Regions from separate parts of the Macaca mulatta genome. Here region 1 is linked to region 2. Evidence: chromatin contacts called from public Hi-C data. All regions are on one chromosome and are shown on one strand. The core of a region is the stretch at or near the end of the contact, and the rest is flanking DNA. Distances in the headings are between cores, read along the strand shown.

Region 1 (4,525 bases), core at 480-2,979, 450 kb before region 2:
AAAAAAAAAACCCTGTTACATCTTAGCTCCAAATAGAATTAATTTCAATCAAATTGTAATAATTTAAATTAAGAACATGGAAAAGATTTCAATGCAAATACAAACAACCTGAAAATATTCAGCACCTTAGATGAAAGCAAATAGGCCTTTTTGCTCCCTTATATTTATTAGCCTCTGTCAGAAAATTTAACAGAAATCAGAGACGTGAAAGTGTAATGATCGACATGGATCATAAATTCTAATGAGGAAAAAACCTAATGAAAAAAATGTTAAGCAAAAGCATTGAAAAAAGGCAAATTGTGTATTTTTTCTTTCTTGTGCTTAAAGCCATAATTTTTTTACTCTAAACACCTTACGAAAGTTGAAATTGTGATATTTATATATGAACAACTTCATAGTTTTGGCTCTTTATAAAAGAAACCAGCCATACTTACCCACAAATTTATAATAACTATCAATTAATATTTTTAAAATACTTTGGTTTAAAACACTGAGAAAATGGAAATCACTACTTACAAAACCGAATAAACCAAAAGGGACACGATTAAAATGAATAATACACAGATTATTGGCAAAAATATTTATAATCTAAAAACTTCCACAATGTTGAAATTAAAACTGTCAGATTCCTTTTTTTTTTAAAAAAGGAAAATTCAGACTTTAGGATTACCATATAATATAACCACAGATACATTTATTTTATTTTCTGTTTTAACATGTCACCTCTGGGCATTGCTTAGATATTAAAATTGGGCAGTAAACCTATATTTTAATCTTTTTTTAATTCCAAAAAAAAAAAATTTGGGGAAAGAAGCTGGGCTGTTTGTTTTGTCTTGTTTTATTAAGTGTAAATCTATGTTTGTACTTCTGATTTGGGAGGTTTAATAATCTTTTCCTTGATGCTGTAAATAGAAATTGGTCTCCCACCTCCCAGCAGTTTTGAGATTCTAGATTAGGAACCCAAGTGAGTGAAGAAATCTCCCAACCCCCATCAGGGACTACTCTAACTAAAGAAAAATCAAAGAAAATACTTCAGGCACTACATCCTGCCTTTATCCAACTTCAGGAGGCTGAGAGACAAACACACCAACCAAAACGGGGCACAAGCGAGAAATGGCTGTTCCAGAAAGAAGCAACACACAGTCTCAACTCGCACAAAGACAGAGCACCAATTACACAGAAAACCACAACCAAAGCAATCCAGAAACACTCAGATATGCTTTGGAGATGCCTTAAAATGCTCACGTGGAAAAGAAAGAGAAAATAAGTTTAAGAGATTGTATCCTTTTATTTTTAATTTTTAAAAATGTAATTAGTGACTTCATACTTTTCCTTTCTTTGTATAAAATTGCTATTCTGATGTGCACATGGGTGCTAGAAACAGTCATTAAAAAGATAATATTTGAGCATAGTGCCTGCCGGAAGCTGGGTATTTTGCTTGTGATTGTTTTTTTATTCGCTTTTATTTTACTTTTTTAGAATACATACATGGTATAAAGTGAAAGAAAGGCATACTGTAGGCCTCTGTGAGATGAGACAGCGTAGCAAAATCTGAGTTTTATACTTAGTTTTCAAACTATTGAATAATATCCTATGAGACCTCTTAGGTCTTAACTGGATTAAAATGAATATATTTGTGCTCCGGCTCTTTTCAGCTAACTAATGTACATGTGAATTGATAGTGTACGAGGGAGCAGGCGAGAGCAAGTGTATATGACACTGGGAGTGGATGCAGGGGCCAGGCCGAGTGTGACTGTGTGAAGGAGCGTGCAGGACGGTGTGGGCTGTCTGGACAGAGTGAGAGAAATGAAAATTAGCAGGCCTTGGGGTCTGGTGCGTTTTGTCCAGAACCACAAGAGAAGCTTAGTTGGGAGATGAGGGGGGAGGGGAAGGGTGTTGGTGAAGGGAGGGTGGAGAAGGAGGTGTGGCGTGTGTGTGTGTGTGTGTGTGTGTGTGTGTGACTCTGAGGTTTCAGTTATGGTTGAGCCTTGGGTTTTTGTTTTGGCGGTTCCCAGCATAAATAGGCTGGAGTTTCAGGTTCAGGGTGGAGTGCATGCCAGGGGATCGGATCGTCGTTCTGAGTTTCTCTTTCTGGCCCTTCTCTATGGTTGCTGCTCAGAACATTGCGGCTGTGAAGGATTGGGGGGAGAAGCAAGGGATGGGGGTCTGTCTGCAGCTGCCCCTCTCACAGTTGAATAAAAGAACTTTTTTTTTCAGGGGTAGGGAAGCTGTGAATACCTTTCCCAATAAGATGAGGCATATTGAAAACTATATTAAATTACCCTGATTAACAATTTAGCCACGAACAGGGGAGCTTTGGGAGATCTCTATAGGCAGGACTGGGGGCTATTCATGCCAGCAGCTAAGAGGTCGAAAGGTTTCTGAAGTTCACAGGCTCAGAGCCTTTGTTATGCTAACAGACAATCTCAAATCAGCTGCCTAGTGGAGTGTGAAATATAAATGATTCCTTGAGAACTTCCAATAAGTTGTCACTCTTGCTCTCCAAATACCAGGACAGGCTGCTAATTTCTAGCGGGCCCTTTTGCAACATTGCTAGCCCTAAATGAATGCCTTTGTAGTTCAAATAATCTTTTCAAGGGAGCTGTCCTATCATCATAGCCCAAATGCATCTTGGTTTTGACTATTAAATGAAAATCAGGGCTCAACTGTGCTTGACTTTTCCAAGCGCCCGATGTTTGGGAAGGATGGTGGCAGCTCTCATGCACAACAAGTTAGCACCCACTGCAGGAGGCCAGGGCATTAATAACAGCCCACAGCCCCCAGCTACCCCAACTCTCACCCCCACTCCCTACTGGGAACAAAGCTCCAGGAGAGATTTACGTGGCTTCCCTTGGGCTGGACTACCTTCCTCTTTCAACCACACCAACATTTCTTTAATTTATGGACCCTCTATCCAAGAGGATAGCCAGCTGACCTGCTAGCATCTGACTGGTCACTTCGAAGCATCAACTTTGGGGATGGATGTATTCATTCTTCAGGGCAGATGAGAGGTCAAGGGGAAGAGGGTAAGGTGTGCGTCCAGGCCATGCCCCTAGTATCAGATGCCTGTGGATATTATTTTATCATTTTCCCATGAGAAGGATGTGAACATGGCTTATGATCTTGAGGGTGACCTTTGAGCAGGTCCCGATGGATAGAAAACCAGTCTTGGCTCGGAGTTAAAATTGCAAAGCTTTTAAAATAAGGAAAAGCACCCCCATTCTAAATCTCAAACAAGCTGAGAGGAGTGAGAATGAGAATCTATCAGGGACAGTGTGCTCAAACATTCTTATAGAAAGGACAATGCAATTTATACAAATAAAGAAAACACATAGACAAGAGGACAGAAACGAAAGGAAACTAGAAATCCATCTGCATCAGCCTTCACAAAGGAAAGGATAAAACCTTACAGCAATAACTTGGGTCCTGAAAATTTTGATATTTTTGACTCCATGACCTCCACTTCCTTGCTGAAATATAAAAAGGTCCATGATATCACAGAAGCCTCAGCTTTTTCCAAACAGAGCAGGTTTGATTTTTGAGGCAAGGAATGGGAAAAAATCAAATGGACTACATTTCTTAGTATATAATTAGGGTAAGTTTACATTCACATAAACAGTATTTTAAAATACATCATTAAGTAACTTTATGAAGCTGGATGATACAGCCATACAGAAAAACCGAGGGCCTTGGTTTCTCGTCATCTTATTGTTCTTCTAATTACAATGATTTAAAATGATTACATCAAAAATATTCTGGGGAAGTTAGTTTCTACTGGTTTAGAAACTGATTTAAGTAAACACTTCTTTGTACTCTAGGTCTACTAAAACTTCTGACTATATATTAAAACATGAATTAGATATAAATAAGAATGGTGGCATAATTTCATCAGTTTTGAAATCGTCTAGCTTACCTTTTAAAATCTTTTTTAAAAAGCCAGGGTAGACAGTACAATTGTGAAGGACTCTGGGATTCAACTCAGAGAATTTGGTTCTTAGACTAGGAGCCAGTGTTTAAGAATCAGGTCATCTTTGTCTTTCAAATTCTTATTTGTTTCACTCAGTAAAACAATCTGCAAATAATATTGCCTAGGAAAATTAGTTCAGATTACTGACATTACAGGAGTAAAAGTTTATGGTTTCTTCTGCCAAATGTCAAAATTAAACAATAATGTATTATTGATCCACTCACACCCTTCTCAGGGAGACTTAGCATCCTTGTTATCCTTATTTTACACACAGTAAAGTGACTGGCTTTGGATGCACTTCTAATTATGCAAAACAGAAGGCAACATTGATAGCTAAAAGTTCAGCACATGAGAGACAATGTGCCTAAATTTAACTTTTCATCTCTTTTCCATCTTTTAAAATTTAATTAATATTAAATGGTAGAGTATCTACACATTATTGACACATTCTGGACATTCAAAGGAGAAATACTTTCCCTGTGCTTTCCAAATACTTATTTTACCACTTCGAAGTGTCCTCTCTCTTTCCGTCTTTAACACATCAAAACAGGGAAGAAA
Region 2 (4,402 bases), core at 94-2,593:
CTTCACATCTAAAAGATGTTGGTAGATGTTGTGGGTAAAGGTAAGTGGAGAGTAGCAATTCTTCAAGGGTGAAAGCGAGAATTCCCCTTGCTTACATGTATCATCTTTTTATTTTCCTACTCAACAACTATGTTAGTTAAGACAGGGGAAGGTAAGTTTGGGATAGCTTCTGTAAACCTTATATAATCTGAAAGACCGTAGTTTAGGGTGTGGTGCTCTCCTAGTTGAAAAGATGTTTTGTAAAACTTAATCATTAATTTTTATTTTTATGTTATTTCTTTTATTCTTGTGTCTATAGGCTAGGCAGTGCACCATGCTTTTCTGTGGAACAGATATCACCTCTCCATAAACAGAATCCTTTGGCTATCCCTCTTTGGTTAGCTATTTGATGAAAAGATTACAGAATCAGGCTGTATCTGAGACCTATTTTGTAGCCTACATATATTTACATAAATTCTTTAAAAAGTAAATAAAAAGAACCAAATGAATAAAATGGTGAAGACATGTGAGATCTAAAGCAGCTACTTATTTGAAGGGTAGAAAAAGACAGTCTTGTATCATTACAATTAAACTGAGTACACCGGTTCATTTACTATTTTTGGTGAATTTTAATTGAGTTGTGTCTCATTTTTATAAATGTTGTCAATCTTCATTTTCTCTGTCTCCCATGCACCAGCTTAAACACACACACATGCAGATCCACATACGGGCATGTTTTGGGAGAGTGCTGACTATGGATATACCCTGACACGAACTTACACACAGTGACACATAATGCTATAAACACTAAAACATCCAACCTTGATAGAACACCCATAAGAACAACAACAAAAAAGCCTTCTTTTTAATGCATTTATTTTATGGACACAAAAGCTCAGCTAGTAATCAGTTTTGATAACTTTAGATGTCTGTTTCCCTGATGTAATGACTAGACTGAGGCAATAACAATACTTCATTATGCTATTCAAAGTGTATGGCAGGATTCAGTCAGAGCTAGACTCAAAACCTGGCCCACAGCTGAAAGCAGAGATGATGCATTAATCCACAGCAACACCCTCTCCCCCACTGCTCCCCTCAGCATTCAGCCACTAATAATGGATATCATTTTTCTTCATAAAACTAGTGGTACTTGAATCAAGCACATGACAGTCAAGGTTTGTTGTCTTTCAAGCAGGTGATTACAGGATTGAACTTCCCAAATGAGAAGCCAGTGGAATACAAATAGTTAAGAACACGTTTAAAGGGGGAAAAATTGTCCAGCCCCATCTGTCAAACTGTGTGTATGACATCATCAGATATTCTGCACTTGTTTGCAGCTATTCAGGACGGCCCGCCCCGCAGTCTATGCTTTGTGTTCCAGTTTCCTTTACAGGGCCAGCGGGCTGGAAAATTACCACATGCTGTCACAGTTAGCTCAGCCAGGTCTTGTTATCATTGTTTCCAAGGAATCCATTCATTCTGTTATTTTACATATTGGGCAGACGTCCTGCCACTGAGGCTTGGGCTGCAGTAACTTGAAGGGCCAAACGTTAATGGGCCTCTATTGTTGGTAGAATGGCAGTGCAATACGTGGGAAAAAATACCCAGACAGCTCCCTGACACTGGTTTAGGACCTCTAGACTTAGGGGGTAGCCTGTGAAGATCTTTTATGTAAACAAGCCTTCAATAAACAATGAATATCTCCTGTGTCAATATTCATAACCCATCAATAAAAAAAATTATAACTCTTCAACTAGAAAGAAGCCCAAATGTATTATGGATGATGGAGCTTTTCCTTAAAATAATCTATAGAATGTGGACAAGTCTCCTTCTACACACTGCTAATTTATAGAGGGGGAGGGCAACATTGTTGAGGCTTTGAGGAAAGAAAAGCATTTGATTTGGGGCTAGCTGTATTCTCATTGCAGTGGATAATACGGTGTGTAAGTTTTGTGACTTCCACCACTACAGACTGAAATAAAGACAAGGGCCTAGGTGACACATTACATCTTCACCATGCTGGCAATTTAAAGAAAGTTAATGAAAACATTAGAAAAGTTGTCTAGATAAAGCTTAACTTTAGGATGGGTTATGTTATCTTGATTAATTAGAGCATAAATAAGAATGAAATTTAAAAACTCTAGTGATATCGATATAGGAAAATCCATTCTTTATGGAAGATATATAGTGAAGCTACAGTTTTTGTTTTTCTTTTAATGGAATACTTTCTCTTTCTTGTTTCAAGATAAATCTGATCTTTTGATTATACAGTGTGTTGGAAAGGGATCACAAAGTGTTATGGATCTTCTAATTTTTATTACTGGCCCCAGAAACTCTTCCACGTGACTTTCTTCACCTTGGACAACAGGCGACTTGATAACTAGACCTGGCTGCTCAAAATGGAACAGCATATGGTAGTTAGTTAAATCCATTGGCACTTAAAAAAACTGTAATTCAAGTTCTTATCATTTTAAACATTCTCATGATTAGTTCAGCTGTTACTTCAGCTAATTTATTTTATTGATTCTGCACAGAGCTCCAAATGGCCCTGTGGAAGTTTACATTAGAATAGTTCTTATCTCAAATCATTTGAAGAATTAGAGCATGGGGTTGAGCCCTTGGAGTGGAGGACTGAAAGAGAAGGAGATGGGAATAGTCTGGTTCTGACAAACACAATCTGTACCACATTTAAGATAAAATATAATGTATTAAAAAGTTGCTCTATCCCAAAGTCAGTTTTGTCACTTTGCCTTTTTTAGAAAACATATTTTAATTTCAACTAAGATCATTTTTGTGTCTGGCAGCTAATTTTAAATGGTTCCCCTTTTCAGCTGACATTAAGAGCCAATTGAGATAAATTTATTTTTCTGTAAGGTAATATATGTCAGGATGAGATTTCCTAAGCCAAGCCCTTCAGGCAATCATAATCATTTTGTAAACTGTTGATAATGTCATCTTTAAGAAAAAAGATTTCTTCAGTGTATAAAATGTTGCATTAAGATAAATATTAAAATGTGGCAGTCCATTCGAATATAATATTTTAGATAATCTTACAGAATTTTGAAATTGTTTTTTTTTTTAAAGTAAGTAACATCCTTTACAATCTATTGTGTTTTTTTTTTTTTTTTTTTTTTTTTTAAAACATTTCTTTCTGCTCTCAACTTGATTCTTTTGCCAGGCTTCTGCAAGAAACAAGTTTTGATAAAGAAGTCTACTTTGACTTCAAAGTTATAATAGGTACATTACTTATGATACCCCAAAGTAACATCCTTATTCCCACATTGAAAGAGAGCTTTTGGTTTAACCCAAAATTATTTTATAAAGTAGATTATTGAATGATATATCATCACATTTAAGAAGTGTAACAGTTTTTTAGTAAACACTAAAGAACTGTTCCCTTAACTTATGCAACTCCCTACATTTATTGCCACAAAATATATGTCAAGCTGTATTGTTTAGCAATAAATTCAAAGCAAAACAAAGTTATGCTTTCAAATTCTTTAGCGACCTCACATTAATAGTAACTTTCCCATGAAAGCAATTTATGGAAACAAATATTATTAATAGTGGCTCTCCTTATACAAAAATCTAAATGACTATAGCTATCTAGGCCTGTACTAAATAAAAAAGATCTCAACTCTGCTAATTAATATTCATAATTGTTTAGAATGGATTTAAAAAATTTCATACAGTATATTACTTACCTGAGAGAAATATTTTCCATTTACATAGCCAGTTCAGCAGTGATGTTCTCAAGCCCAATTTCTCTTTCTTTGTCACCACCTGGTTCCTATAAAGAAACTATTTCCAAGAAATCACACCAAAATAACTTAAACTGTTTTTTTTTCCAAATAAGCCTTCATATCACATTAGAAACTTTTGATAATATTAACAATTTTCTTTCATTCTACATTAGAATCATATAATTTTAGAATTTGAGTTGCCTAACAAGATATGACTATGTAATCATTCCAGCAATTTTCATATCATATTAGTGAAAACAAATACTAATATAATAGGATGCTAACATGAAAACCCCTAATAGAACATGACAAAACTTTTCATATTTTATTTATGCATTCTGGTTGTTGTTCTCCATTTCAACATTTTCCACTTCAGTTTATGGGAAAGTAGCATGGGTTTGCATGTTTTTGAATATCAATTAAGTGACATCATAATATAATAGTAATGCAAAAGTTAACTGCTATCATTTTGCTATAGAAGGAATACATTTCTTTGGGTCATCAAATCTTTATTTGAATGATAATGCTTTCATTGGTTTTGTTATTTATTTCAATTTAGTTTAGAAATTGAACTATTTGTAAAAAAAAATAATAAGAAACTCTTTGTAGTTGAGTATGAAGGCTCAATGAGTTGAAGAAATAATGCAATTGTCTTGGTAATTCACTGCCTCTCTCCTACT

Evidence for each region. Hi-C and Micro-C count contacts between places; a contact is called where the count stands out from the background.
Region 1: a contact with region 2 is called in a Hi-C map of fetal cortex germinal zone, with 5 times the contacts expected there. The contact joins two enhancer-like sites. A contact is called at or near these places in 2 of 14 Hi-C or Micro-C datasets (fetal cortex germinal zone and fetal cortical plate).

What each region holds. Positions count from the first base shown.
Region 1 is chr6:94,817,200-94,821,724 of T2T-MMU8v2.0, reverse strand. The region is part of intron 1 of LOC106998839 (a long non-coding RNA gene); the gene reads right to left. Among named protein-coding and RNA genes, the nearest start is that of TMEM161B, 130 kb to the right of the region's middle. Within about 2 kb of position 1,729, at least 14 of the 40 cell types and tissues checked have an H3K27ac peak or open chromatin away from gene starts, as enhancers often do. A contact at or near this core is called in fetal cortex germinal zone, where this site is marked.
Region 2 is chr6:94,367,827-94,372,228 of T2T-MMU8v2.0, reverse strand. No RefSeq gene overlaps it. Among named protein-coding and RNA genes, the nearest start is that of TMEM161B, 320 kb to the left of the region's middle. Within about 2 kb of position 1,343, at least 13 of the 40 cell types and tissues checked have an H3K27ac peak or open chromatin away from gene starts, as enhancers often do. A contact at or near this core is called in fetal cortex germinal zone, where this site is marked.